2 separate regions of the Sus scrofa genome follow, and region 1 is linked to region 2. The links are chromatin contacts, called in public Hi-C maps. All regions are on one chromosome and are shown on one strand. The core of a region is the stretch at or near the end of the contact, and the rest is flanking DNA. Distances in the headings are between cores, read along the strand shown.

Region 1 (5,471 bases), core at 2,136-4,635, 3.5 Mb before region 2:
CATTCATAGCAGCACTATTTATAACAGCCAAGACATGGAAACAATCTAAGTGCCTCTCAACAGCTGACTGGCTTATGATGTTGTCAGAGTTGTCTTGTGGTGCTTCAGGTTAAGGATCCGGCATTGCCACTGAAGCAGCCTGGATCGCTGCTGTGGCGTGGGTTCAATCTTGGCCCGGGAATTTTCACATGCCGCAATGTGGTGTGTATATACATATATATATATATATTTACAGTGGAATATTACTTGGTCATAAAAATATTACCATTTCAGCAATACAGATGAACCTAGAGATTTTTATACTTAGTAAGTCAAAGACAAACGTTTTATGATATCACTTGTGTGTGGTATCTGAAAAATAACCCAAACAAGTTTATATTCAAACTGAAACAGACTTACAGACGTAGAAAATAAACTAGTGTTTATCAAAGGGGAAGGTGGAGGGATAAACTAGGAGTATGGAATTAACAAATACAAACTCTGACACATAAAATAGATAAGCAACAAGGATTTACTAATTGCACAGGAAACTATATTCAGTATCTTGTAATAACCTATAATGGAAAATAATCTGAAAAAAAATTAACAATCACTTGGCAGTAGGCCTGAAACTGACAAAATATTGTGAATCAACTATACTTCAAATCAAAATTAGGTGAACCCGAATATAACTTCATTTGGTTGGACTGAAATACATGTGTTTTTAATATCTTGAAAGAATGCTGTAATTATGTAGTATACTTCACAATAAGGCTTTCACTAGGATTAGCAAGTTTGAGATATGCTCTTTCTTCTCAATTTCTGTATTCTCCAAAAGAACCCAATACTACTGAACCTATAAGGGCTGTATGATGCCTAAATATGCCACATCATTTGCTTTATTTAGTCATTTATTATTTTAATTTAAGCCAATTTCCATGAATAGTCTCTTTAGATTTTCCTCTCTCTTGGCATTGTTGCTTAAATAGTCATTTGGACAGTAAAACATTTAACTGTTTAGACATATTAAGGTTTGGTGTCATTTTGCTTATGGTATATTAAAATTTATGCATTGAGTTTTTCCTTTTCTTTTGTTTGGCAGTTATCAGGTGTAAAACAGAATATTAATATTAAAAGAAGTGACTTTATATCCTCCAATATAAAACATTTAAAAAAAAAGATTCATCTAGAAGAGAGCACTATTATGTAACTAAGTACATGATACTACAAAGTACAAGTTCACAAACTGAAAAGCCAGTATAAATGTTTCACGTAAGGAACTGCTAAAATGAGAACAGTTATTTAAGCTTTCAGGTACAATGAAGAAAAAGTTCACATACAAACAATTTAGTGCAATGCTACAGTCAATCTTAAATGGGAAGAGTTTTCTGTTCACAAATGTTCAGTTTTGTGAATTCATGAACTTTAGCCTCCAAATTATTCAGACCCACCATTTTGGTGAAAGATCAGAAAATGTCTTTTTCTGAAACTAAACTGGCTGACACAAACGTATCCCAACTGAAGAAATCCTATAGCTAAATGAAGATTGTAAAACAATAAACTGGAATGTAATCCATGATGGTTTACTTGGTAGTCATACTGTGGGGTGAAGAGAAGACATTTGGGAAAACTTTAATCAAGGTATTGTTGCAAATTAGAGTGTGTAAAGAGAAGCTGATGCAGAGCCTCCAAGGAGTCTGAAGGTCTTAAATGGAGGTCATAAATAGGTTTTTTCCCCTTTTAAATTCAAGAACTATATTCAATTATTTCATAGGTCAGACCCAATCAGAGAATACCTGTCCTTATTCTCTTTAGGAATATTTCTGAGGGAAGTAAATCTCATATATTCTACCCCATGTCCTGTTTGCAGTGATCCTAGTTTTAACTGATGTCAAAACACTTGATCAATTTAGTTAAGAATACTAAGTGATAGGGAAGAAAAAGAGGTGAAAGGTGAGGGATTCCATGTACAAACAGTACTACTTAAATAAGGAGGTAAAAAGTCCTCTTAAAATGGTAAGAAATTAAAGACATGGGTTAATTTAACTTTTCGGGCCAATGGTCACTTGAATATTACATGAATTACAAATGGTGATGGAATCATAATTTTATATAATAGTATAGGACAATATGATTTCCTATGGTCTTATCTCTTTCAGTGTTCCCAAAGAGGCCACTGTGCAGGGAACTGAAAAGCAACTGATCTTTCTCAAATCTTCTTTCAGGAGCATAAGTTTGACATTTTGTTTTGCTTTGCTTTTTGAGGATCAACTCCCTCACTTGTCCAGACTGCATTCCATGTCACTCGCAATTCCTAGGGACAAGAAAATTAGGAACTGTTGAGTTCTGTCTTCTAAACAGAGTATTCCGTTTTGCGTGAAATGCTGATATAAAGGCGGGATTAGCTTGGGCAGAGCAGGTCAAACGCCTACTGAGTTGCCCTTGAATACATGGCCATTTTCTACCTGCTCTCTTGCAGCCATGAGAGTTGATGGGTCAAGGGCAAGTATTCAAGATGTTAGCACGTGCTGAACATATGGAATCACTGAATTTTTGCAACATTTAAAAAAAAAAAAAACCAGGAAAAGTTGTGCGGTCATAATCCAGGTGGTGACCTTTTTTGGGGGGTTAGTTTTAACATTTCTACCACCTTGAGAAGTTATTTGAAGTAAGTGGGCTTGGAGAGGCCGGGACTCTGGGGAACGGAAATTTAAAGAGACTTTGTAGTTGTACTGATGGAGACAGACAACTCTGCTGGCTTCAGGGATTATTAATTGTGGAATGTAATAATATGTAATAATTGTTGAATGTAGTAAGAGGGGAACCAAATCAGTTCCCTTTCAGGAACTCATACACAATTTTGCAAGCGAAAGGCCCACCCTCAGCAAGGCGTGCTAACGCTTCAGCAACTAGGAGTCTGACCTTAGCTCACGCTCGGAGATGACTCCGCACTTAAAACTTTTGCCGGAAGCCGGGCCACGTGACCCGCCCTTTTCCACAGCCATGCCTAGCGGGGCAGCCGCCAGAGCTCCTACATTTCCTAGCCCCTCCAGCGTGGGACAGCTCAGAATCTCCCGACAGGAGGCGGAATCAGCTAGGTTTCGACTCGAGCGTCGCCACAACTCACGCTTTTCTCCAACAGAGCTTTGCAAGTTCTTCATCCCAAAACAGCAGCCGGAGACTTCCGCCTGGTTGCCGACCACGTGATCACGCGACATTTGGGGAGACCGCGGTCGGACTTCCCTACTTAAGTCCCCGGGTCCCGCCCACACAACACCCTCCCCTGAGCGTGACGACGCGGCTCGCGGCGGCCTCCGCCCCGGCGCGCCTGCGCACGCGGCTCTCGCGGTGTCTTGCGCTCAGCCCCGCCCACCTCTGCCCCCGCCCTTTCCGCCCCTCCCTCCCCCTCCGCCCTGTCTCTCGGCGGCAGCGGCGGCAGCGGCGGCTCGCGCAGCTCGTTGGCTCACTATATAAAGGGAGAAGCGGGCGGACCGGACGGCTGGAGCTGCAGCCGGTGGCGGCAGCGGCGGCGCGGGGAGCGGCGACCAGTGGTGGTTTCCCTCCTTGGCGCGGGGTGGGGAGCGGGCAACGCCCCCCAAACCCCAGAAGGGTCGTGCCCTTTTTTTTTTTAAGGGCGATCCTCGAGTTTTTAGCTCCGGGAGGACTGCCCCCTCCTCTTCCTCCCCTCGCCGATCCCCTCTAATCCAGCAGGATCCGATTTTGTTTAAAATTCCCCCCCCAATTTTGCGGTGGCTTGGGTCACCCTCTGGGTGTTTTTTTTTTTTTTTTTCGTTTTGTTTTTATCTTGTTTTCTCGGGGCTTGCCCCCCTCTTGTTTGTGTTGTGTGTGGAAATGGCGAACTCGGCAAATACAAACACCGTGGTAAGGACGTGGTTCGGTGGCCGGCGGGGGCTTCGTTCAGGCGGCAGCAACGGCCGGACCGGGCGGGGGCGGGGACGGCGGCGACTCCCGGCCTCAACTCTCAGCTGCCCGCGCGGCTGCCGCCGCTGCCGCCGCCGCTTCCCGCCTCGGGCGGAGCGGGCCGGGGCGCGGGGCGGCGGGCGCGGGGGGGTGCCGAGGGCTCGGGGCCGCGGCGGCAGGGAGGGCGGGGGTGCCGGCGGGGCCTGGAACTGCCGCGGGGCGGTCCGGGCCGCTGAGGCGGTTGAGGCCGGGATGAGCGCGCGGCCCTGGCCCCAGACCCCATCCGCCAGGAGGGAGGGCGGGAGGGGAGCCTCCGCTTCCTCCCCGAAGCGGGTCCTGCCGCGCTGGCTGGAGAAGGGCTCTCCGAGCAGCCTCAAAACAAAAACCGTGTCTTGGGAACTGGGCGAATCCCCAAGACCCACCGCGATCCACTTTAACGCAGTGGAAGGCTAATGGCTACTTGGGGGTTACTTTGGGTGTTGTGGCGGGTTGTGCTTAGGAGGCTTCACTGGGGCCATTTTACGTTTAAGAAAAAAAAAAAAAAAAAAGGACGAAGGTTGAAAAGCACTTATCTCGGTTCCTTCCGAATCGGTAAAATGGCGAAGGGGAAGCAACCCCCCCCATCGTATCTTCGACTAGCAAAAACACCAAAACAAACAAAGCTTACAGTGGTCAAAGTGCCCCCACTTTCGCCTCGAAATTTGCCTACTTCTCACCGTTTGTCCCTTTTTTCTTACTTGCGATCACGTAGGTTTGCAAAAAGCAGTCACATAAATAACCTTTTCAGTCACCAACGCAATGTGATCACTAGTCCACCCCACTCTCTTATTTTTATTGTGACAATAAAACACGTTTTTGCCCGGTCCCAAATGCAGACAAGCCCGCGGCCGCCCGACTCCGTACCGTTGACGACTCGGGTCGATCCATCATGGCTGCGGCCGCTTACCCTGCCTTTCAGTCCCTGAGCCTTGTGGTCCTCCTCCCTTTGGCTGCCCTGTTTATATAGAGCCATTGCCGCTCTCTAATATAGACTCTGCCAGGATGGGAAGGTGCTTTTCAGGCCTACGTCACCGCCTCTCCATTTAAACACCAGATCCGGCTTTAAATAGTGAGAGCTGCTGAGAGCGGGGCTGGGAGGTGCGTGCTCTCGAGGCGAGAGGCAGGCGTGTGTAGAGCTCAATTTATTTCCAAGTCCTTTCGTACTCTAATTTCATACCCAATCGGGGCTGCTTTAGGAGCCCTAAGTTTTTGTTTTGATGCAGCAGCTGGGACTTAACCTTTGTTAGGGGAAAATAGAATTGCTGTCCCTTTTTATTTTGTGTTTTGTTTTTAAAGAGAATTTTAGCTTAGATGTCTTAATTGTTCCTGTATTGAGAAGATGCATGCATTATTTTTTTTTGTTTTTTGTTTGTTTTTGAAAAGCTTTAGGCATTACCTGTTAGCTGTAGAGGATTTGATTTTGGTAGTGCTTTGTTTATCAAGTATTCAGGGAATGTTAGACTATAGCTCGTAATACTTCATTATTTTTCCTATAATAAATATTTGAGACACGAAGCTTTTCAAAGTAGATA
Region 2 (4,897 bases), core at 1,438-3,937:
GGTTGCGGGTTCGGTCCCTGCCCTTGCTTAGTGGGTTAACGATCCGGCGTTGCCGTGAGCTGTGGTGTAGGTTGCAGGCGCGGCTCGGATCCCGCGTTGCTGTGGCTCTGGCATAGGCTGGAGGCTACAGCTCCGAATGGACCCCTAGCCTGGGAACCTCCATATGCCGCGGGAGCGGCCCAAAAAATAGCAACAACAATAACAACAACAACAACAACAAAAAAGACAAAAAAAAAAAAAATTAAACTGCTAGGTTTACATGGAGAGGGAAAAAAAAAAAAACCACTAAAAAACTCCCTCTCACTTTAAAAATCATCCAAGAGACAGAAATAGTGAGCCTGAGAAATGTCACCTTGTGTCCAAATACAGACCCAAAGATCAGGGGCTCAGCTACTTCACTGGTGGGGACTCGTGAGACCCAGGGAGAGGAAACCCACTGAGTGTCCCACAATGGAAGAAACATTTCAGCATCCAATACTGCTTTCTATTGGACTTGAAAGCAGCACTATCAGCCTTCCTTGAAAAAAGGTCATAACCTCTCAAAAACTGTTCTCCTCTGCTCCTGAATAAGCCCGTCAAAATGCAGTTAACCTCTGTCCAAAGCCGAGCACAGACTTACCTGTCCAGTTTAGTTTGATGCTCCACTCATAAAAGAAGATAAGTTTGCCTTTACGATTGTTAATGGATGCCTCCCCATCAAGCTTATTCACTTCTGTCACCTCGCACTTGCCTTCCTCATTTTGCACCCGCACTGCCAGGAACAGTGTTTTCAGCTTATCTGTGGACCAATTTGAAGCATCCCTCTCTGTCCTGCAAAATAAAAACAAAGCTATGGACCAGCAGCCAAATGAAGGCGATTACTTACTCTATGCGAAAGCATTCAAGGCTAACAGAGGCCAGAAAGGAACACAAAACACTCAGTCCCACTCCTGCATGTCCACAAACATGTTACTCTTTCAGGAAGACCAGAGTCTTATACTGCCAATAAAGACACCTGCTGTACAGAATGATTACAAACTAAATGGAAAAATCTGCTTTCAGAGTTCCCGTCGTGGCTCAATGGTTAACGAATCTGACTAGGAACCATGAGGCTGTGGGTTCGATCCCTGGCCTTGCTCAGTGGGTTAAGGATCTGGCATTGCCCTGAGCTGTGGTGTAGGTTGCAGATGCGGCTAGGATCCTGCGTTGCTGTGGCTCTAGCATAGGCCAGCGGCTACAGCTCTGATTAGACCCCTAGCCTGGGACCCTCCGTATGCCACAGGAGCGGCCCAAGAAATGGCAAAAAGACCAAAAAAAAAAAAAAAAGAAAAAAAAAAGAAAAGAAAAGAAAAATCTGCTTTCCTTTCTCAGCAATGATAGTGCTAGGGTGGGAATTTGGTAATTTTACATGGCGCCCCCGTCTGACCAAGTGGAAAACTGTGCACAGCTTGCTGAGGTCAGGAGCACACTACTGTCTAGAGAATGCACTATTGAGCTAAAAGGTCCAGTGAGAAATAAACCAATAATTTTAACCTCATAAGCAGTATTTGACCTGTTAAATTCAAGCGTGCCACAAAATGCTCTACACATTCTGCGCCCTCTAAATAGCTAGAAAATCAATGTTAAGCCAAGGACTTTCAAAGAAACAAAAAAAAATTAAGTCAAGCACATTATGTTAAGAGGAGAAGTGGCGGGCTGAGATACAGAGAAGAAAAACTACCTACCTCCCAACTTACTAAGTAGAGAAAACAGTAAAAAGAACTACAACAAAGTAAAAATAAAGACAGTATGAACAGAGTTCAGTGGACTTAAAAGAAAACATTACTTCCAGAAGATTTCATGAAGAATGGTAGGCTTTCAAGTGGTCAGGTTATAAAACCACGATTGCCCGGCAACAAGGGGCAGTCCCTGTAATTACAATACAATCACTTAACAGTTCCGGGTGAGAGGCCGTGGCGCCTTGAGCATCACTGAACTCTAAGCACCTGCTGAACACGTTCCAAACCTTAGCCTTCTGGAGTGAGGCAGCGGTTCGCTATGACTTACTTTTAAATTCCACCCGTCAGTGGAAAAATAGAAATCCTAACCCTCCGCAGCCTAACCCTGCAATCTCCGAATACAGTCCGCGACGGTTTGGGTCTCAGTGACTTCTCCGGCCACGTGTGGGAAGCACCTCTCTGCCCAGGCTGAATACAGCTGCTAGGGGTTATGTTCTCTTATATCTGAAACCCCTCCTCTGGGGCGCAGCCCTCCACGTCGTACCCCCTGCGCCCCCCTCCGCCAAACTGAAACGGAGACCGGAGAGTAGAGGAACCTGGAACTACGGACCCCCACAACAAGAAACACCCACGCCCATCTCCGGGCAGGTAGGGATGCCTCGGCCCCAGCTTTGTCCCGGCAGAGGTTCCGGGGACCCTGTAACCCCGGCCCTGCCGTAGCGTTCCCGCGGCCTGGCCCGCTGGCCCTCACCAATGCCAGTTGTTGACGTTGGTGGCGTCCGCCCGCTCCTCCACGATCCAGCGTGGGTCGCCCTCACCCCACTTAGCCATCGGCTCGCCTATCGCGCCGCCACCAGCGCCTAAGCAGCCACAGCCACAGCCTCAGGACCGCCCGGTCCCAGCCGCCCGGCAGCGCCTGGAAACTACTAGAAGCGGCCGCAGATCCTCCTAGCTTGCTTTTCCCTCCACCCCCCGCCCCTCCCCGCCTCAACTTCCGGCTCCTCCTCCGTCCTACCGGGTACTTCCGTTCCCCCTCGTCGGACCTTAGCTTCCCACTGCTCTAGGGCTCCTGCTAACTCCTTCGGGTTATCCCGTAAAAGGCCCGAAATGCAACCCTCAACACGACCATTCCCCACCCGCAGAGACCCAAAAGACAAGTCTCACTGTTTCCCTGAACCCTTAATCTGCCCTGTTGAGCCTCATGGGAGTTGTAGTCTTCAGTGACCCTGCAAAATAACCGCGGAAGGTCGTGCAACCTGTAGAGGAAACCTCCTAAGCACGGTGCGCTGGGTGTTCTGGGAGTTGTAGTCATGAGGCCCGGAGTCTGTCCAGGCAGCGTCGGATGATCGAGGCGGCGAGAACTACAACTTCCATAATGCGATGTGGCTTCCTTTTTGACTCATGGTTCCTCCCCCTCTGCGACACCTCCTCCCGCCTCTCTCCGAGACTATCCCCTTCCGCCCCTTTTCTATGTCGCAAAGATTGTGTAGAAAGGCTGGTCCAGCGGCGGAAGAGTCTGGCGCTGACCTGAGAGGGAGGGCTCGGTGTGGAAGAGGTGAGGGTGTCCCAAACCCCTTGGGCCACGTATCTGGCTGAGTTCAGCCTCTCCGCATCCATATCTTCCCCCCTATTCTTTGAGGCGTCCCCAGACCTCCCAGGCCTGACTCTTGTTTCAGTCCCCCTGACCCCTGGGTTGGGAGCCAGTGTACACTCGGTGTTGGGGCTGCGAATGAGCCCGAACAGGTGATTTTGAACGAACTTCTGCCCCACCAGGGTTCTCCTGGGCTCTGGCCGCTTCTGTAGATCCGTGTTTCCTGGACGTGGCCCGTGGAGTCTTCCTAGTTTAAGCCACATTTCCTCGTCTCAGTTCATAGCCGCACCTTTGTAGGCCTGGCTCGGAAGATGTTAAATGAATCCGAATATGACTTCTCAGTAGCTGGCTTCTGGGGTGTTCTGAGGCAGGGAGCGTGTTGGTTGTAGATATTTTGGGGGTGTCCGTTTTCTTTTCCTTATCGTGTTCCTGTTCTCCCCTCGGATCTACTATCCAGTATTGTGGGTTCTCAGTAAACAAGTGACAAGGACAAGCCCTGAAGTATTTTAAGTCGTGCGGAAGCACCTTTCATAGTCACTCTTAAAATTGCACCTGGTGGTTTTATAAATTCTAGAACGATTAAATGATTGTCTTTTTATTTACTGAGTAGATCTTGGTTCTGATTTGATGCTGGAAGTACAAACTAGTGTCACGTGTTCATTGCCATTGCATGGTTAAAAAAGATTCCAGAAGTCCTCTGGTGGATTATTGGATTTGTTAGACATATTCTGTGCTTATTCGTAGACACTTACAGATATTTATTTTTTGTAGTATAGTAAGGACCTGCGGTCGTTTCCCCTAGAGTGATAAAAAGGACCATGCAAATCGAAGTGGAAATGATCTAGGAGAGAGAAAACCTGGATTATAGAAGCAATTAGCTTAATACTTTTGATGCTTAATCCTTTTGTGCCTCATTTCCCTCATCAGTGAAATGGAGTCTGCCAGGCCTCCCTTAAAGGGTTGTTCTGAGGATTACAAAGTGCTCTATAAAGTGGCATCTCTACCAGAGACATTCACATCCTGTATACACACCTTCAGTGTTTGGGATGGGCACTTAGAAGTTTTGTGTCAAATAATATTTTTTTTAAACTTTAGGAATGCTTAGAAAGATTTTCTTTCTACCTTTGACATTAATAAGTCTTTCAGTTGACTTATTAATAATAAAAATATTGAACATTAATTTTGTATCAGGCACTAAAGTGCCTTATGTGTTTAAACTGGTTTAAGCCTCACATCAGTCTTACAAGGTGGTTTCTTTTCTTTTTTTTTTCCTTTTTGTCCTTTTAGGGCCACACCTGAGGCATGTGGAGGTTCCCAGGCTAGGGGTTGAATCGGAGCTGTTGCTTCCAGCCTACACCATAGCCACAGCAATGCCAACCAGATCCAAGCTGTGTCTGCAACCTACACCACAGCTCATGGCAATGCCATATCCTTAACCCACTGAGCGAGGCCAGGGATCAAACCCGAAACTTCATGGTTCCTAGTGGGATTTGTTTCCACTGTGCCATGACAGGTGGTTTCTATTGTTATGCCCATTTCACAGATGGCTGAGATAGAAAGATGGCAGAAGATATACTATACTGGAAAGTCCTAACAGTGTTTATACTAG

What was found. Hi-C and Micro-C count contacts between places; a contact is called where the count stands out from the background.
Region 1: a Hi-C map of liver shows a contact between it and region 2, with 10 times the contacts expected there. The contact joins the promoter of GTF2A1 here to the promoter of AHSA1 in region 2. A contact is called at or near these places in 2 of 47 Hi-C or Micro-C datasets (heart right ventricle and liver).

What each region holds. Positions count from the first base shown.
Region 1 is chr7:104,007,232-104,012,702 of Sscrofa11.1, reverse strand. It overlaps GTF2A1 (transcription initiation factor IIA subunit 1), which reads left to right and starts at 3,385. Exons shown (of 9, transcript XM_021099583.1): 1 at 3,385-3,861. The coding sequence starts at 3,832. LOC110261640 (a long non-coding RNA gene) reads right to left here and starts at 4,890. Exons shown (of 4, transcript XR_002346024.1): 1 at 4,804-4,890.
Region 2 is chr7:100,508,386-100,513,282 of Sscrofa11.1, reverse strand. It overlaps AHSA1 (activator of 90 kDa heat shock protein ATPase homolog 1), which reads right to left and starts at 2,687. Exons shown (of 9, transcript XM_001928890.6): 1 at 2,449-2,687; 2 at 620-810. The coding sequence starts at 2,528. It overlaps VIPAS39 (spermatogenesis-defective protein 39 homolog), which reads left to right and starts at 3,119. Exons shown (of 20, transcript XM_003356755.4): 1 at 3,119-3,252.